Linked DNA regions of Gossypium hirsutum: all the other regions are linked to region 1. Evidence: chromatin contacts called from public Hi-C data. All regions are on one chromosome and are shown on one strand. Each heading gives the region's core, a stretch centred on a gene start, on an enhancer-like site or on the middle of the called end of the contact. The rest is flanking DNA. Distances are from core to core; before and after follow the strand shown. Region 1 holds the start of LOC107919302. Region 2 holds the start of LOC107918623 (protein tesmin/TSO1-like CXC 3). Region 3 holds the start of LOC107918537 (40S ribosomal protein S24-1).

Region 1 (4,288 bases), core at 1,039-3,538:
AATTTGGACCATAGAAAGCTTCCTCATGAGATACCTCTTACAGGAACCTAAGAATCCATAGGCATTCCCATTCCAATCTTTAATATATGAAGTAAAATCAGTAAGAGTGTTAGTCATATTACCCACATAGTTCCACTTATCTTTGACAAAAGACGAGAAGCTTGCGTGTTTTGTCCACCCTGCTAGAAACCTAAAATTCCTTCCTCTAGCCAAATTGAGGTCCAGTGGTCAGTGATCAAATTTCATTTGTAGAAGTTGAAAAACTAAAGCATCATTAGCCAAAGCTCGGTCTAATCTTTCAAATGTACCCCTCTTTGCCAAGTAAAGGATGGACCAATATATCCTATATCTTGCAAATCACAAGAATCAACAAAATTATCTTTTCAGTGACACAAAAACTTTTTTTATCATCAGGTGAGAGTATAGCATTGAAGTCACCCATTATTAACCAAGGAGAGGAAATATGCGGTAAGATAGATTTCAAACCATCCTAAAGTAGTCTCCGTTTCTTCTGGTCAGGATTACCATAAACAGACGAGATAAAAATGGAATTAGTAGAAATAATATCACGACACGAAGGAGGAGGAACTAAGGATGATTTTGGATAATTTGAATCTTAATAGACTCTTTCCAAACCACTTAGATGCCTCCTGAAAAACCAATAGCTTCAACACAGTGAGAAAAACTAAACCCCAATTTATCAATAATAGAAGTTTCTTTTTTACCGCTTATTCTTGATTCCAACAAAGATACTATATTTGGGCTAAATTATACATTATACTCACGAAAAGCTCGTAGAAATTTACTGCTAATGCACCCTTGACAGTTCCATGATTAAATCCATAAATAAAATAAAAAGATAAACATATAGTCTTACTGTCCAGGAGGATCAATTCTAGTCTGATGCTATTTTAATATGATAGAATCACCTTGGTTGATTCTCCATGTTATTAGTTGAAATAGTCTCAGCCAAATAGTTCATGGTCTCCCGTAGCAGAACTCCTGAGTTACTCATGTTTTTTTAATCTGCTATTTCGATTATGATTGATTTTATTAAGATTTTTTTTGTTATTCTCCCACCTCTGAAATTATCACCGTTCCATTCTTGTGAACCACTGCCTTCTCCACAATTAGACCAATGTTCCTTTCATCCTTAAAGTCAACTTTTGGTTCCTTGTTCTCCTTAAAAATCACAACTGTATGTTTGCTGGGATCAAGGTTGCCAACCCTCACCTCCGAAGCAATACCCAATGATCCATCTAATGCTAAGTATAGAGAAAAATCACATTTTTAAAAACCTCCACCGCAACCATTAATTAGCTCAAAACCTGAAGCATCAATCCCATCTTGCATCACCAAATTTTTTTTGTCGATAGCAACTTCAGGGGTTTGCTACTTTCCCAATCCTTTCATAGCCCTGTCCATATTAGGAAGGGTTCACCTTCAAGTGGGCCGTTAAATTCCAACATCTTGTTGGGCTCCTTTAAATTCTTTCTGGACTCGCCATTTCTAAAATGAGCACCACCTGCCAACCTGTTAGTCAAAACATGCCCAACATATGACCCACTAGCAGCATCGTTTAATCTCACTAAGCCAATAATATCTTTAAAGCCCAATTCGTTAGGTGAGCCTTTGTCCACCATTTTACTTACTAGTTGACCACTGCTTTGCCTCAAGGTCTCCTCTTTTTGGTGGTCCCCATTAATTATATCTTCACCTTTATTTTGCTGATTCCCAATCCCCTCAATCTTATCACTAGAAGAAACACCAACATTTAGATCCAATTCTATCAAGGCTTTAAACCGAGACCCTCCCTTGCACTTTTCCAGATTGTCAGCATTCATTTGTGGGGGATCCCTAACCTTCCGCCAAGATTTCCTTTCTACTAACATCCACGGCCCGTATGATTTGCCTTTCTCCACCATGCCGTCAATGTCCAGGTTCTGATTTTTTGATAATATTCCACTTTGTGGTGATTCATTTTTAGCGTCGAAATCAAATTTCCTAAAGGAGCACGCTTCTTTAACATGACCATATCTTCCACACTGAAAACAAACCATTGGTAAAAACTCATATTCAACTTTTTGTGCTTTACCATTAACCAGAATTTGAGAAACCAGAGGCTTATTCAAGTTGATATAGACCACCATTTGGGCAAAATGGCCTCTAGCTCTATTGTCAATGTTTATATCCAATTTCGCGACTTTTTCGATCATTCCCCCTATTTCCATCAAAATGTTTCGTTTGTATAGGTATCCCGGTAGACCTGGAAGCTTGATCCACGACATTACTACCTTCAGAAAAACCTTGTGTTGGATTAAAGGACACTGTCCATGGTTTGTATTGCTAAGAATTGACCGAACACAATCCAAGGGCCCCTAGAAAGGACTTTCTCACAATAAAGCTTATTCTGGAATTTGGCCAAAAAATATCTGTTTTCAGTATCCATCAAATGAATGGTGATGAATGCTTCCATAGACTACAAACTTTGGTCTGCAAGACCGAATACCCGATATTCTGACCCAAAAGTTTCAAGAACACTGTGTTTTCCATATTCCTAACGAGGATTTGATGGATCCTATCTGAAAACTCAATAGAGGGAATCTCATTCACAATACACTTTTGGATATCTCTTTCCAGTAAATCAAAATCCTATCCTCCTTTAATCTATTCCCATCGAATTCAATCTGTAAATCAAAATCCTATCCTCCTTTAATCTATTCCTATCGAATTCGGAAGATTGGTCTACTAGCTTGTCTTTCCAAGAGGTCGTCTGCTCAGCACTCAGATCAATCACCATATCATTACCTCTATCTCCATCTTTATCCCTAAAATAAACCTTTTTAGGGATTAAGCCTTCCACCGAGGAATCTTCAGTTCCAATATTTTCATAGAGAGAAGACATTTTTCTCACACAATTTTATTTTTGACAATGTTGAATTTAAACTCTTTAGAACTCTTTTTTCTTGGTATGGAAACATCTAATGCTTTACTATCTTTTTTGAAAAATTTCCTTTAGTTATCTCTAACGTAAATTTGGTGGTAGATTGTAGACAAAGATAGTGTAAATTTGTTTAAAAAACTTATAATTAAATTATCAATTATATGTTTCCAAAAGTATTACATAAAATTAATTATTTATTATAAAAAATTATACTCTTCATATTTTAAATTTTTCAACTGTAAATGCAAATAAATAGATTATATTTTTTTCTGTTAACATTACACTTACTACACTAGAAGCCAGTGAATTGCAGACTCACGAGGAATAATCAGGGAAGCAATACCTAGAATTCGGTAAGCGAATAAAATTTTAATGTTATAAAAAGCAAATCGAGAGTGTTTTCTCATCAAGCAATCCAACATTAAATTAATAGTTTTATAAAATAAAGAGAGATGGAGAGAATAAAGAACAATGAAAATATAAAAGTAATAGAGAATGTACTTTATTGATAAAAAGGGATGATTACAATGCTTCATTAGAATCTCTATTTATGGGCATAAGAAGTATAAAAGAAGTAGAAATCTAATTTTAATAACTACTAGAATTTAAAATATATCAAAACTTTATCTTTATCATGATGGACATCCACTTAATAAGATAATCATAACACTCCCCATAGGATATCCATTGGTAGATAATGTGCCTCGTTAAAACCTTATTAAGAAAAACCCTATGTGATAAAAAAACCTAATGAAGGAAAAAAGTACACAATCTTCTATTACAAGCTGCCTCTTTAAAAACTTTTATTAGGAAAACCCAATGGGACAAGACCTTGGTTAAAGGAAAAGAGTACAACTTGTTTTTAGACCCCCCCTGATGGCAACATTACATTACATCTTTGAGTCAACGCATTCTAATCTTGTGTAGTAGTCTTTCAAATGTTGAAGTTGGCAATGCCTTAGTAACACGGTCTGCTAAATTCTCACTAGAACGAATTTGTTGAATATTTATATCACCTATTTTCTCAAGATCATGGGTGAAGAATAATTTTGGTGAAATATGTTTCGGTCTGTCGCCTTTGATATAACCACCCTTCAATTGAGCTATACATGCTGAATTATCTTCATATAAGATAATTGACATCTTTTCCTGTAAAGGAAAATTACATATCTTCTAGATATGTTGAGTCAATAACCTTAACCAAACACACTCTCGACTTGCCTCATGCATTGCAATTATTTCTGCATGATTTGAAGAAGCAACAACTAATGTTTGCTTTGTTGAACACCATGATATGGTAGTACCCCCACATGTAAATAAATATCCTATTTAAGATCGACCTTT
Region 2 (4,288 bases), core at 933-3,432, 420 kb after region 1:
TATAAAGACGCCGCTAGTGCCACTACAAGTCAAAGTTAAACGACGGCGTTATGCTTAATTATTTACGGAGCATTAGTGGTGTTTTTATAGCAGCGTCGCTAATGTACCGATCTTTAGCGGCGTTTTAATATAAGCACCGTAACTGCTTGATCTTTACCGGTGTTTCCAAATAAACGCCGCTAGTGCCACTACAGGTCAAAGTTAAACGATGGTTTTCTGCTTAATTATTTGCAGAGCATTAGTGGAGTTTTTGTAGTAGCACCGATAATGTACCGATCTTTAGTGGCGTTTTGTTATAAGCACCGCAAATACTAGATCTTTACCGGCGTTTACGGAAAAACGCCGCTAGTGCCACTACAGGTCAAAGTTAAACGACGGCGTTCTGTTTAATTATTTGCTGAGCATTAGTGGCGTTTTTGTGGTAGCGCCGCTAATGTACCAGTCATTAGCGGCGTTATTTTATAAGCGTCGCAAATGCTGGATCTTTATCGGCGTTTCCAGATAAACGCTGCTAGTGCCACTACATGTCAAAGTTAAACGACGGTGTTCTGCTTAATTATTTGCGACACTTTCCTAATGACCGGTCTATAGTGGCGTTTTTCTAAATGCGCCGCTAATGCTCCATTTGTAGCGGCGTCTCTTATTCAAACACCGCGAAAAACGCCGCTAAAAGTCAATTTTGGTGTAGTGTTTGTTTATTTAACGACCCTATAATGAATGTTAGGATACGAACCTATATTATTGTATGCAAACTTAGGTTGATGTGTGAACTCATACTTTATGTGTGATGTGAACTCACATTGAATGCTGTTATGCGAACTTATGTTAAGTGATGTTTATGAACCATTAAGATGTTGTAGATTGATATGTGAACACTTCTTCTATTTGTTTTATAACTTCACATGTTTTATATTATATGCATGATGTTATGACATCCCGTTGCAATATGTGAAACTTAGCACAACTTCTATGTTGTGAATTTGTGGTGTGTTGGAGGTTAGGTTGGAAGTTAACGGAGAGTCACTTCAGTGGCTAATGTGGCACGCTAGATTCGAGTCGAACTTACTTGACCGAGTTTGGGGTGTTATAGGAACAATTTACTTGTATTTGTTTTTATATATTCTTGCTGATAATTGTTGCCCATGTTGACTTTGTTTGTATGAGATTTATTTCATTGACGTCGATGATGCCCAATCAATGATTCACTACTCCTCTAATATCTAGTTTTCATATTTTTATTTCAGGTATATTATGATAAATACGAGAGGAAAAACCAAGGTCGTTGTTCCCGCCTCTAAAAAGTGGAAGACATCGGGTGCATCTTCATCCTTGGCCCCGACTACAGTCATGAGACACTTGCGTCTCCAATTTGGTCTGGGTCCACATAAGGACTAGTATCAACACCTTAAGGAGAAACCATTGGGAGTGGGTCGATGCATTGATTGGGAGGCTCTACAAGTGGTCCGTTTAGCGGCCAGGGTTCAGGTATTGATCGACACGACATCGTGGGACCGATTCTTTACTATCGTAGAGCCCACATATGTCAAACTCACATTGAAGTTTTGCTCTACCTTTTTCTTACAGTCGGCTATTTCACAGTAGGATGAGCCTTGCACTATTTCCTTCCGACTTGGGGGTACGATGCGTTACCTTAGCTTAGTGTCTTAGGCTTCGGAGCTGCCCTAGGATTATGTTCCAAGGAGTTTATAGATACCCCTGAGTTCCCGATACTTTTCAGGCACATCCATTGACCAACCCCACTTTGTTGGTCCGACATCGCCAAGATTGAGTTGCAATATAACTCGAGTTAGTCAAAGACAACATGCTTACCTTCGGCTTTGCGCTATATTCATGCCATTTTGGCCCACATATTGACTGGTCTAAGGAAGAACATAGGGGTCGTCAGTATTTTGGACGCCTATTTCTTATGGAGTATGGTTATAAATTTTTTCATTTTAATAAATTTTAATTTTTTTATAAATATTTATTTCTAGTTGTTGCAAAACCTTGAACCATAAATATTTGTCTACAAATGAATAAAAAGTCCAAATTCAACGTTAAAGTTCTTCATTTCACTTTGGGCTGGAGACATGTGATGGGCCGCCCCAATATTGATTAGGTTTTTACAATTTTTTAAATTTGCTTTTATTTTTCCCGCCTTCCCGCTTCCTCAATCAAAATTTGTTTATTTGTTCAAAAAGCATTTTTAGTTTCCAACAGAATACAAACAAATAAAGAAAGGGATTATTTGGCTGTCTTTCACTCTCTTCAAGCGCTGAGCCAGTGAGCTCTTAAAGCTTCCTGTCATCCTTCAAAGAGCGATGAAGATGTGGAAGCTTTGATGGAAAAAAAAATGGATACACCAGATAAAACCCAAATCACTCCAACTTCTAATCTTTGCAAATTTGAGGTATTTTTTTCTTTTTTCAGTTTTTATTATGAAATTGGGTTTTTCTTGGTCATGTTTGTTTACTCAGAAAGTTATGTTAATAACCATTATATTATGTGAAAGGATGTTGGTCTTTTGGGTCTTAATACTTAAATGTTATGTAGGATTTCTTCATGTGAACTTTTTTTTTTATATAAGAAAAGTTAAAATTGTTTCCTCTTTCCTTTGTTTTTTTCTGTTAAATTTTGGATATTCAGTTTGAAATTTGATGGGTTTCTGCCTTCAATCTTGTTATCGCCCTTAACTGTTTTAGGATAGATGGCTGTTATGACTTTTGGCCTTTAGCTTGTTGAATTGAAAAAGAGAGAACAAAATCCAGGAAGGGAAGGTCGAGATTTCCATTAATTTAACCAAACTTTTGCTGTTACCCGTTGGGAATATTATTTAAGGACTAAATTTGCTATTGGTCCATGTATTATGCATAATTTGTAGATCTAGTCCTTGTATTCCAATATGGTCACTTTTAATATTGTACTTTTTCAAATTTTAAATTTCGGTATTAACAAAACAATAATTATTAAATTCCTTAAAATCAATTTTACTATTTCCAAAAGCTTATACAAAAAATATATGATCACATGTGTAATAACATGTTAGCTTGCTATTTTCACATAACACTCGTAAAAGAACCCACAGCATTTTAGTTAATGGATTTAATGAATACCATTTGAGTCTGTCCTTAAATTTCAAATTTTAAAAAGTCTAGGATTAAAACTGATTAAATTGAAGAACAAGGACTAAATCTGCAACTTAAGCATAATATGGAATAATAGCAGAAATTGACATGACAAATTTAATTGGTATCATTTAAGCTAGGATTGAAATTTCAAAAATTGAAAAGCATGTATTAAAATTAACCAAGTTAGAGTACAAAGACTAAATTCTCAATTTATGCATAGTATAAGGACTAATAATAGAAATTGACCATTATTTAATCTCAAGTTCTCAACCATTTATAGTGGTTGCGCCAACATGGATGTTATGCAGAGTCATAGGAACCCTATACTCTTGGATGGTCGAGATTTTGCAATTGAATTATCGTATGCAAAAGAATTACGGTTGATTTGCAATTAAAAAACGTTGGCAATGTTAGTATTTAGTTTTATGGGATAATATGAAAAGAATATGGTTTTAATAGTCAGGTTTTGATTGTTTGTTTTCTATCATGTTGTTTTGACTTTTCATTTTTCTAGAAGTATTATATGCCATGTGTATCAGGACACGAATATTTGATATGATTTTACAAAGACATTCCAAATATGTGAAAAGCTTCAAAAAAATTGAACATGCACATGATATACACATGCCTATTTGATACTCACACTCAAGGGCAAGTAACATGGCTTTCTAGTGCTACTTGAACATTTGTTATTTAGGTTACTAAAGACTTGTGTGCCAGGTTCTAAACTTTGATTTCTCACTCTGCAGGATTCACCTGTCTCTAAGTACATTGACAGCCTTTCACCTATTGAGCTAGCCAAGTCCAGGCAAACAGATAATGGTTTCAGTTCACTAGCTTTTTTGTCCCCTTCATCTTTGTTTCCTTCCCCACAGATCACTTGCCATAGGGAATCCAGGTTTTCGGTTAAAAGGTAAAACTAATCATTGCTCTGTTTAGTTCATGATTTCATGTGTCCTAATTGAGGTTTGTTTCAGGCATCATTTCTTGGAACCTTTGAACTCTAGAGTCGCTCGGAGTGGTCATGAATCTAATACTAGTGAGGAAGCTTCAAAAGTTGATGAGCATTTGGGATGTCCAAATAATGATAGTTCATCCAAAGAAACTAGCAGTGATCAAGTTGATGAGCAACCAAATCTAGCAACAGACTTGCCAAGAAC
Region 3 (4,288 bases), core at 1,283-3,782, 340 kb after region 1:
CATATTTTTCAGGTATTTTTTAAAAAAAATACATACAGAATACAGTAATGGTACTAAAAATGATTTTTAAAAAAAATTAACCATGACATAATGATTAAGAAAAAGTTAGATAGTGCTGCCTATGTGTTAAAAGACACCAGCAAGGGACTATAACAAAATATCTATTTTCCTAAATAATTTTTTGCCTCCCCATTTTGATAAATAATTATTTTTTCTCACATTATTTTGGTAAAAAATCCAAAACCCGATGATGGTATAAAATTAGATACGAGTAAAACACTTTCGTCCTTTGTGAAAAGGATAAAGAGTCTTGATCCTAAAAGAGCATATCTAAAATAAAGTATCATACAAACAACACACAATTTGATTTGTTGTACCCTAATAAGCAAGATTTAACTGTTCTCCAAATAGACATTGGCATATAACTAAACATTTTAAATGAATCAAAATCTCAATTAATTTATTATACTTTTATCGAAACCACATAAAAGATGATCTCAAACGAAAACTATTAACCTAACATATCCGGAAATATATATAATAATTACACATGAATTTTACCTTTAAAAATCTTTACACATGAAAAAAGTCGTTCAACATATTCATTCGGACAAATTAGTAAATCTATTCATGGAAGGACATCCAAAAAAGTGTTGCATATCTATTCATAAAGTGCATTTAAGATTTTCTTGCATCAACTACCTTTTTTTTTTTTGGATTCAAGATTTGGTAGGATGATAGAGCAAGTACTGCCTGACAATATCAATGGCAAAACATGGGATATTTCAAAATCTGCCATGAAAGAATTCTCAAAATAAGAAAAATCAGATCGTAATAATATAACTAAACATCAGATAACAACACCAAAAATCTGGTTTCCAAAACAAAAGATTCAAGAACCCTAAAAAACAATGTTGAAAAGCATTGGCTCTGTGATAAGCACGAGTTTTGCCTTTTAGCTCTCACTTCTTCTTTGCTGCTTCACTGGCCTTGGTCTATTTGAAACAAGCAAAAACAGTTAGTCAGACGTTTACAAAATGACAGCAGTTCAAGTAAGGTAAGTAAAAATGTCGATCAATCTTACCTTCTTTACTCCACGGATCTTCTTAGCCCTGTTCTTCCTTTCCTTCATTTGTTTCCTCGATTTCTCTACCTTGGTATCGAGTCCATTCTGAAACAGCAGCATAAATAATTAGTTTCTTACATTACATAGGGACCTTTTCAAAGAGACACCGATATAGTACAACTCAGAACAACCACTAGGAATACAAAAGGTATGAAATTGGGAAAAGGCCTTCAGAGTCAATAATGAAAACTGGCTCAAGCTTTCTTCATTAGCAGGCAGTCCTCAAGCACAAATTAGAGCACCAAACTCTAGTTCCAAATACAACACTTTAAGTGCTAGGTTGACTCCATGCACTATAGTCTATGTTACTTGGACTTAGCTAAGAGTGTTAGGTACGAATATGTTTTAATCTTTTCTAAGTCCAAACATGGGTCAGATACAAGTACTTCAACAAAAACAAAGAGAGGGAGTATAACATAGAATTGAGCAATGCTTAAAGTGTGAAAAGAGAATTCTGCAGATAAAGTCCATAAGAGAAATAGAATTCAACATGTTAAAGCAAATGCAGCTCATACAACTAACAAATCCAGAGAAAATATAGAATAGAGCCATCAACAATTACCCTGATCAGCCTGTACTTGGGCTCGTACTTCTTGGCGTTCTCAACAGAATCATAAATCAAACCAAATCCAGTAGATTTTCCACCTCCAAAATGAGTCCTAAACTTGAACACAAAGATTGAATTGGGGTCCTTCACCTCATACATTCTAGAGAGCTTTTCCTTCAACTCCGCCTAAAGACAATAAATCAACAGTCAAAAAGCAGTTAATACAATCCATGGTACACGACCAGTTAAGATAAGATTCTGATATTATTGAAAAACATTAAAGATTTACCTTGGAAACATTGGGTCTTCCAGGATGTAGAACGTCAATGATCTAAAAAAAGGGGGGGAAAAGTCATGTTAACAATAAACTCAAACAAATATTTTTAAGCAAAGAACATATTTTACTATAATCGCATTTTTTAAGCAAAGAGGTGTATTGTATTCAAATAAAAATTCAAACAATGTTCTAAATTAAGCATCTTATCAGCAATGCAATAAAATCGCAAATTTAGCAACTATATCCTGTAAGTCCCTTATTTAATCAGATCTATAAATTGAACATTGAACATTGAACATTGAACTAAACTTGGCTAACGAGAGAAAAGAAAAGGGCACTCACAAATTGCTTCCTGGAAAGAAGCCTGTTGGTCATGAACTTCCTGGTCCTAATAGTCACTGCCTTGTCAGCCATGGTCAAGCAAAATCTTCTTATTTCCTTTCCGGCACAGGTCAATGGTAAATGCTCTGAAGGCTTTCAAAAGACGACAGCAGCAACTCAAGCAAGACAACGGAAATGGCGAGAATTTATACCACTGATAATTAGGGTTTTGCTTCTTTTTGGGGCTAAGCGAACTTTCTATGAGTAATGACACTTGGATTGGGCTAACAATTTTAGAATTTGATTGTTTTAGGCCTGACCCAACTTTCTAGTTTTGTTGGGCTATGCCAGAATTCGGGTATTGAAATTTCATCAAAATTGGATAATCAAGATTTTGTTTTGTAATTAATAATTATGGTGGTGTTTAAACTTTTTCTTCTTTGGAATAATACGTTCAATGAATTATAATTACGGATGGAAAATCAATCTTCAACTATCGATTAATTTTGAATTGATCCGTTCTGAAATTGTGACAGTATATAATCTTTTTAAGGTAAATTTAGAATTAGAACTTATCATGATGCATACACCAATCAGTAGAGTTAAGGATGAAAAATAGAGAAATTAAAAATTAATCCGAAAATTATTTCAAAAAAATATTTTATAGAAGTTAATAACTTTTTTTACTTGCATGAAAATTTATGTTTTTAGAAATATTTACGACTAGAGCTTATTTTGTTAAAATAAATCTAAAAATAAAAAATAAATATAAAAAACCGAAAACTAAATCAAATCAAAAAAGTTCAAACAACCCAACCTAACTGAACTGGTCTCGCTCTTACCGATCACCGAGTCTTAAATTTGTGTAAAAGTATTTTCTTCGGTATTTCATTTTTTTAATGATTTTTTAGTAGAGATTTACAATTAAAAAGGGTAATGTTATCCAAACTCTTAATTTTTTTTTTTGGTAAATATGCATGAAGGAATCTTTCAAATACACGAAAAAGTTAGGGAAATTTTTTTTAAATATTTCCATATAGAGTACATACACGAATCATTTGGAGAAAAGGAAAGAAAGATTTATGGTGCAAAATGGGTTTTCATTGTTTGATTTTCCAACATAAAATAATGCTTAGGATCTTCCTTTACAGATCGATTATCAACTGGTTGTATGTTGTCATCTGTTTGTTAGAGATTGAATGATTTGCTCCAAAATAGGATTAGGAGAGGGAAAAGGTGAAACATATACTGTTTTATCAAAAAGGGTGGATTTTCATTGTTCAAACACTCTTGCACATTTTATATATACCAACAGCATCAACTGGGACTCTGGGAGGGGTGTTATTCATTGACAGAGTTTTGAGTATCCGGATCGGAGTAGCTTCTATTCTTACAGTCATGGAAACCGGAGTCGAAATGCTTGAAGAATATGATATGAATCCTATTTGTTGATACCAGGTAGTGTTGGAGTTTGTACCAAAACTGTCCAAGAATCACGATATTATGAATGAACAGCAGAGAAGACTGAGAACCTGTCAAACACAAGATTGAACTTCTTGCATTACTGAGAACGGCTTATCTGATTTTTCGTACTCTTCGTCCAAATGGCTCTATCGTGCGCAAATTGGACTATGCTTGCAGCTCCCCTACTTGTCCCTTATCTCATGGTGATGCACCGATTTGGTTGATTCATTTGGTGCTCCATCAGTCATATAATTCTCAAATTCCTAAACCAGAAAATTAATCTCTTCGAATCGGCCATACATTGAAGCACATTCGTTTCTACAACACTGAAGAAGTTGCAAACCTTTGATGCCTGCATTTTGCGTTAAGAAATCGAAGAGGGAACTTGTAGATGTACGGTTGGTAGCACAATCGTGACAGAAGTTCACAAACCGGGGTGTTTCCTTGACTCCTTGCCCTGTCCTCCAATCCAGTACTAAGCAGGTAATTCCCCATCGATCATATCCACTATTTTAGTCACATCTTGATCAATGATATCCAATTTAGCAACCAT

The links. A called contact is a pair of places that touch in the nucleus more often than the background predicts.
Region 2: a Hi-C map of leaf shows a contact between it and region 1, with 1.8 times the contacts expected there. The contact joins the promoter of LOC107918623 here to the promoter of LOC107919302 in region 1. A contact is called at or near these places in 4 of 34 Hi-C or Micro-C datasets (hypocotyl and leaf).
Region 3: a Hi-C map of leaf shows a contact between it and region 1, with 2.0 times the contacts expected there. The contact joins the promoter of LOC107918537 here to the promoter of LOC107919302 in region 1. A contact is called at or near these places in 15 of 34 Hi-C or Micro-C datasets (anther, callus, fibers and 4 more).

What each region holds. Positions count from the first base shown.
Region 1 is chrD13:36,757,839-36,762,126 of Gossypium_hirsutum_v2.1, reverse strand. It overlaps LOC107919302, which reads right to left and starts at 2,288. Exons shown (of 2, transcript XM_016848783.1): 1 at 1,442-2,288; 2 at 1,069-1,265. The coding sequence starts at 2,288. The coding sequence ends at 1,069.
Region 2 is chrD13:36,342,484-36,346,771 of Gossypium_hirsutum_v2.1, reverse strand. LOC107918623 (protein tesmin/TSO1-like CXC 3) reads left to right here and starts at 2,182. Exons shown (of 11, transcript XM_016848214.2): 1 at 2,182-2,410; 2 at 3,878-4,041; 3 at 4,106-4,288. The coding sequence starts at 2,342.
Region 3 is chrD13:36,416,443-36,420,730 of Gossypium_hirsutum_v2.1, reverse strand. It overlaps LOC107918537 (40S ribosomal protein S24-1), which reads right to left and starts at 2,532. Exons shown (of 5, transcript XM_016848116.2): 1 at 2,293-2,532; 2 at 1,963-2,004; 3 at 1,689-1,859; 4 at 1,085-1,171; 5 at 642-995. The coding sequence starts at 2,364. The coding sequence ends at 963. It also overlaps the pseudogene LOC107919184.